Linked DNA regions of Mus musculus: region 1 is linked to region 2. Evidence: chromatin contacts called from public promoter capture Hi-C data. All regions are on one chromosome and are shown on one strand. The core of a region is the stretch at or near the end of the contact, and the rest is flanking DNA. Distances in the headings are between cores, read along the strand shown.

The links. Promoter capture Hi-C pulls out the DNA fragments that hold promoters and counts their contacts.
Region 1: a promoter capture Hi-C map of liver shows a contact between it and region 2, with 2.4 times the contacts expected there. The contact joins the promoter of Unc5b here to the promoter of Sar1a in region 2. A contact is called at or near these places in 3 of 39 promoter capture datasets (liver and pre-B cells) and 1 of 115 datasets of contacts at active chromatin or transcription factors (embryonic stem cells).

The regions. Positions count from the first base shown.
Region 1 is chr10:60,830,241-60,833,099 of GRCm38.p6, reverse strand. Unc5b (unc-5 netrin receptor B) reads left to right here and starts at 1,519. Exons shown (of 17, transcript NM_029770.3): 1 at 1,519-2,013. The coding sequence starts at 1,935.
Region 2 is chr10:61,678,823-61,681,814 of GRCm38.p6, reverse strand. It overlaps Sar1a (secretion associated Ras related GTPase 1A), which reads right to left and starts at 1,530. Exons shown (of 7, transcript NM_009120.3): 1 at 1,402-1,530. It overlaps 1700022H01Rik (RIKEN cDNA 1700022H01 gene), which reads left to right and starts at 1,525. Exons shown (of 2, transcript NR_126477.1): 1 at 1,525-1,676.

The DNA.
Region 1 (2,859 bases), core at 270-2,769, 850 kb after region 2:
TTCCTTTGCAGGTATGTGTAACTGTCCGAGGGGCGTGTATCGCTGCGTGCTTGCGGTCTGGAATGGGTGGAACAGGCTGGGTGTGCTCAGCCACTGCTGTTGCTCATGCTGTTCCAGGCCAGGATAAAAATAGCCCGTTTACCTTTGCCCACAGAAACCAAAGTCCTGCCTTGGGCGTTCACTCCACCCGGATTCACCCTACTGGGCCTGGGTGGCCAGCCATGATGTGGGGCGTCACCTATAGCCACAGCCTTCTATAGATCTCCAGTCTTCATTTTGTGGAGTTGGGATAGAGGGGGTGTCGAGAAATCCCGCTTTCATTGCCTCCCTCTCCCCCAAACACAGCTAGCATGGATCTTCTTGCTTCTCTGCCCTCACACCACCAACCTCTTAGTCAGCAACTATGGCTCCCAAACCTTTCTTCTCCAATCTAGGAAAAACTTGGGAATACTAGGTTCTTTTGGATACCTCCCACCCTCCCACCCTTCTACCCTCCTACCCGACTTCAGAACCTGGCTAGGCTGCTCTCTTCCTGAAGAAGAGGGCTGATCCAGATCTGCAAAGAGGAAAAGCTTAGGAGGTCAGCAGATAAGGGGTAGGGGCTGCTTCTTTATAGCATTATGGAATTAGCCCGTTAGTGGGCTCCCACATGGAAGTGCTGTGAGCTTCCTGTGAGCGGATGCACAGACATCTCCCAAGTCTCCTCTGGTCACGTAAGCTTATGGGCCCACCTCTGGGTGACAAGGACTTCCTTCAAGAACCTTGGGAAGGGATGCCACCATTTGTGCCCCCACTTTCTACCTATTTCCCACATTCTGCTCCTCAACCCCTTATGAGACAGCTAACATCATTCTTCCCCATTTCACAGGTGACAGTGATGGAGACAGCTAAGCAGCTCCTTCAAGGTCACGCGCTTAAGGAGCAGAACCAGAACCAAGTTTGTGCTCGGAGCAAAACACAGCAGCAGGTTCCCTCCCCACACACGTCCTTTTATTCAATTGGACTGGTTCACCATATCCTAGGATGAGCCATCCTTCCGGATCCCACGTAAAGAGTTCTGTCCTGGGTCGAGGAGAAAAACAGAACCAATCACGATCCTAACTCATGCCCAAATATCCACAGCTGGAACTCCCCAACTACATCCCCCGCTCCACCAGGACTTGAGTGTTTGACATTTTTTCTTAAACACCCCCATCCCCTTTTGAGACCGAATCAAAAGCGAAAGCTGATTCACACCCAAGCTAAGAAGTGTACGAATGTTTATTTCCTTTATTTTTGGAAAGAAAATCCGGTAGACTCCGCCGCTTTCAGCGGACCGGTTTTCCGGTGCTTTGGATCCTGCGTTCTTCAAGGATCCCCTCTGATAAGGCCCCAACTCGGCCGCGCCTACACAGCGGTAGGGTACCCCCCCTCGCTGGGCCCCGTGGCTCCGCCCCCGTCCTCCAGGCCCCGCCTTCTATCGCGTGAGGCCCCGCCCCGGCCCGCTGACTCTAGGGCGAGCGCGCGGCGGCGCTGGGCATTGTGGCCGGCGGCAGGGCGGGCGAGGGCGCGGAGCCGCGGGGAGCGGCAGGGCGCAGAGGGAAGCACACACCCCACTCGGACAGACTTCGCGGCGCGGCCGCTACGAGCGCCGCTGAGCGCACTCCACTGGGATCGCACAACTTCGGAGCAGGGCGCGGACGGCGCTCGCAGCGGGAGAGCGCGGAAAGGGCGCACCAGAGCCGGGATCCCCAGCGGCGTCCGACTCCCGGAGCGCTCCTAGTCGCCGGGCGGCCTCCCGGCGCTGCGCGGTTGCCTCTGCGCCTACGGAGGGCACGGGCTGGCGCTGCCGGGCGCCTGCGAGAACGGCGAGGCGGCGGCGAAGGCGAAGGCGGCGAGGCTGGGGACCGGGAAAGAACCCCGAGGGAGAGGCGCCCGGGCCGGGGGACAGGAGCATGAGGGCCCGGAGCGGGGTGCGGAGCGCGCTGCTGCTGGCGCTGCTGCTTTGCTGGGATCCGACACCGAGCCTAGCAGGTAGGTGCGAGAGGGAGTGGAACACAGGGATGCGGTCCTGGCGCGTCTCAGCGTCCAACTGCAAGTTCGGGTGGTTCTTGGCGGAGTCACTGCGCTCCGAGAACGCCGTGGACGCGTCCAAGTTAAAAGGCAGCTTCGGTGCTCGGGAGAGGGGGCGACGCGTGGCCACCTGGGGTGCCACGTAAGCTCGAAGCTCCCTGCTCCTGCCTCCAAGGGATAGTTGCTTCCCGTGGAATGGGGTCTGATTCACTTCCAAGTGACCCCTGACTATCACGGAAAAACTGTCACTGCCAGGGCCAGGTGTGTGTTCTCTGCGGTTCGCCTGCAACTTAGGTCTGAGTACAGGCTCCCGCGGGCTGCACGCGCAGCATTCTGAGGGTCGCGGACAGAGAGCAGGATACTGCGGAACCCTGGAAGCGCTTCTTCTCGGCCTTTGGGGAGCCGAGGCCCGAAGGCTTTAAGCTACTGAAGGGGGAGGGGCCGACTCCTGTACACCGTGATCTCCGGAGGTGCGGCGCGGGCGGGTATGAAAAGGTTTCGTGGTTGGTGGATTGTTTGGGGGTGAGTGTTGGCAGAGAGTGGAGGGGCGTAATGTATCTCCTTTCGACTTTGCCTATTTTCAATAGGTTATTGGTATTCTCAGTGTCCAGGTGAGCTCGCCTCTGCACTGCACCTGGACCCAGTAAAGATGCTCTTAAGAGGGTTTGGTGGACTCCTAAGTTTATAAAGTCCCCGATTCTCCTCTCATCGCGAAGATGGAAGTGTCTTGCTGGCTCTGTAGTAGCTCGGCTGGGCGTTGCAAAGTGGGCTGCGTCTTCCTTGGAAGGAAAAGTAGACACTCGCACC
Region 2 (2,992 bases), core at 281-2,780:
CTGCCCAAAGCTGAAGAAATGGCCTTGCTGACACTGTCCTTGAGATCTCGGGATCTGAACCAATTCATCCACCAGCAACCTTAGAATTTATACAGCACCAGCACAAATACCTTCATCTCATCCTCCCACCAACTCTAGCAAGCCAAGATGAAGACGAGGACACTCTTTAGGCTCCCTGTCCTGTTCAAGACTGTGCGGTCAAAAGCATCAGTTCCAAAAGCCAGGAGAGACGGATCAGAGGTTCAGAGTACCAACTGCTCTCCCAGAGGCCCTGGGTTCAAGCCCCAGCACCCACATGCGGCTCAGAACTGTAACTTCATCTCTAGGGGATCTCACACAGGCACACATGGAGGTAAAACAACAATTCACATCAAATAAAAATAAGGTATTTAAGAAGAAAAGCCTCTCACCTAAAACCAAAGCCCTTTTCCTGCTAATATTAAATTCCAATCATAAGACTTCCAAAAGGGTAAAAGGTAACTTTCTTCCTTAACCTACCACCTACACAGACGATAATCTTAAGAACACACTATTTTCTATTCTTCGTCTACTCTATCATCTATGGAATGTTAAGAATATTAAAACCAACAACACAATTCATGAACCTTAAGTAAAAACCGTGCAAATATCAAGATGGGAACAAACAAGTGCCAGAAAGACCATCAAGCAATAAAAAACGTACTCTCAAACATATTCACTCCGGGTGAATCTGGGATAGAAGGCAGCTGGCTATTAACTAAGAAAGTCTACGTAGCTGCAAGGTGAATGTCAAAGATCAGCTTCCTGACAATTCCCCCCTAACCCTCCCTTCTCAACCTGAGCGGACAGTGCCCAGGTACTGAAGAAACACCCAGTGAGGGAGGATACTGAGAAAGGGTACGACTACCAATGGTACCATTGGTCGGTACCATTCTCACCTGGGTAAAAATGACGAAGAAAACATTCATCTACGATAATCGCCCAAGAGGGAATTTTTCCATGCACAGGAAAAATAAAAAGGGTGGATGGGAGTGGGGTGTTGGTGGAGGGAGAGACCATGGGTTCCAGACAGGGCATCGGATACCCAGAGGCTGAACGTGGGGCTCGAGCGCCCACTCGCTACTCGAGGGCCACGATCTGCAGAACGCAAGGATGAGTGCCAGGGCTCCAGCTATCCTCACCGAGGAACCAGACTCCTCCGCTATGGAGGCCACGAAGCCGTCTCCTCCCCCAAAAAAAACCCCGACCGCCGCCACGCCACCCCGCAGCCCGTCCCCGCCCAGAGCCGGCCCGCGGAACCGCCTGCGTGTCACTGCACCCCCACCCAGCCCCTCCGCGGCGGCCCCGCGCCCCGGCCTTCGCTGTGGCCCGTCCCGGGCCCGCTGCCCCACCGCCACCTCCTCCGCTGGGGCCCCGACTCACGGCCCGAGGGGCTCCTCCGGCGGTGGCTGGCGGCGCGACCCTCCCTCAGAGCACACAGACCAGCAGTCCCCGGGTCCGCCAGCTACGCGCCGGATGTACGTCACGCCCCTCCCTGAGACTTCCGGGCACGCACGTGCCCCGCCCCCTCGACGCGTCACGCCGTCCGGGCTGTGGGTACCGCCCTAACAGCCACTCTGGCCGCGGAGAGGCGGGCCTAAGGAGTGACGTACGCTCGGGGTGAGGCTCCGCCCGCTCTGTGGAGGCTCTCAAGCGGGGTAAGACGTGGCAGCGTCTGTCAGGCGGCCTGGGCTTCTGTCCCCAACTTAAGCAGCTACTTAAGCAGCCTGGGGCTTCCGATCCCAGTATGTTTTCAGACGCGCGCCGGACATCAGAAGCGGAGGCTGCCAGATATCAGTAGAGTCTAGGACAGTAGAATTGACTTTGGAGACCTCAACCTAGGTGGATGTCACCTAGTCATCGTTTTAAGTTGTTTTCCCCGCCTTGGGATAGCGTTTCTATTTTTCAGCTTTCTAAATAAAAGCAACAAGAGTTTAATGAGCAGTTTTGGGCAGTACCCTGACTGCTTGGGATCCTTCATCTGGTTTAACCCTCAGTACGTATTAATAGCTCCACTGAACAAATCAGTTAACTGGGGCTTGCAAAATAGCTCATCCATCAGGTCAAGGTAGGTTTGCCTACTGTTTTAGCCAGGGCTCTCAGAGGAACCACAACTGGCCCCGCATTGTGATGCACGCCTTTAATGCCAGCCCTTGGGAAGCTAATGTCTATGGATCTCTGAGTTCCAGGCCAGCCAGAGTTACACGGCGATACCCTGTCTTAAACAAACGAATAAATAAGGAACAGAGATAGAATAATTATACATGTGCAACTTAAAAAATATTTACAAGTGTTTTGTTTGCATGAATGTCTGTACTATGTACATGTTTGTTGCCTGCAGAGACCAAAAGGGTGTCAGATCTCCTGGAACGGGAGTTATAGACCATGGTGAGATTCTAGTGAGCATATCTCTGCTGGGAATTGAACCCAAGTCCTCTGGAAGACCATCCAGTGCTCTTCACTGCTCAGCCATCTCTCTAACCCCAATATATCGTTAAGAGGATTTATTAGAGTGGCTTACAGGCTGTGGTCTGAGTAGTCCAACAATTGGTTGTTTCCCAATGGGAAGGCCAAGAGTTGGGTAATGGTTCAGACCATACCAGACTGATAGGCTCAGCAGTCCCAATCTGATGCTGAGAATCTAGGGAACTACTACATAGCCAGTAGTCTTCAGTCGAAGTTGGAATCCCAAAGAAGTAGGTCCTAATATCAATGGAGGGATGCCTCAACAACAGAACAGATGAACTTGCCAGGGAGAGTGAGGGCAAGCAGGCAAAAAAGCAAACGCCTCCTCCTTCCATGTCCTTTTATGTGGGCTGCCACTCGAGAGTGTGGCCCAGATTTAGGGTGGGTCTTCCCACTTCATATGATCCGATCAAGAAAAATCCCTCACAGGTGTGACCAGCTGCTTTCATCTTAGTTAATTCCAGATGTGATCAACTTGACAACCAAGATTAGCAGTCACACTGCTCAA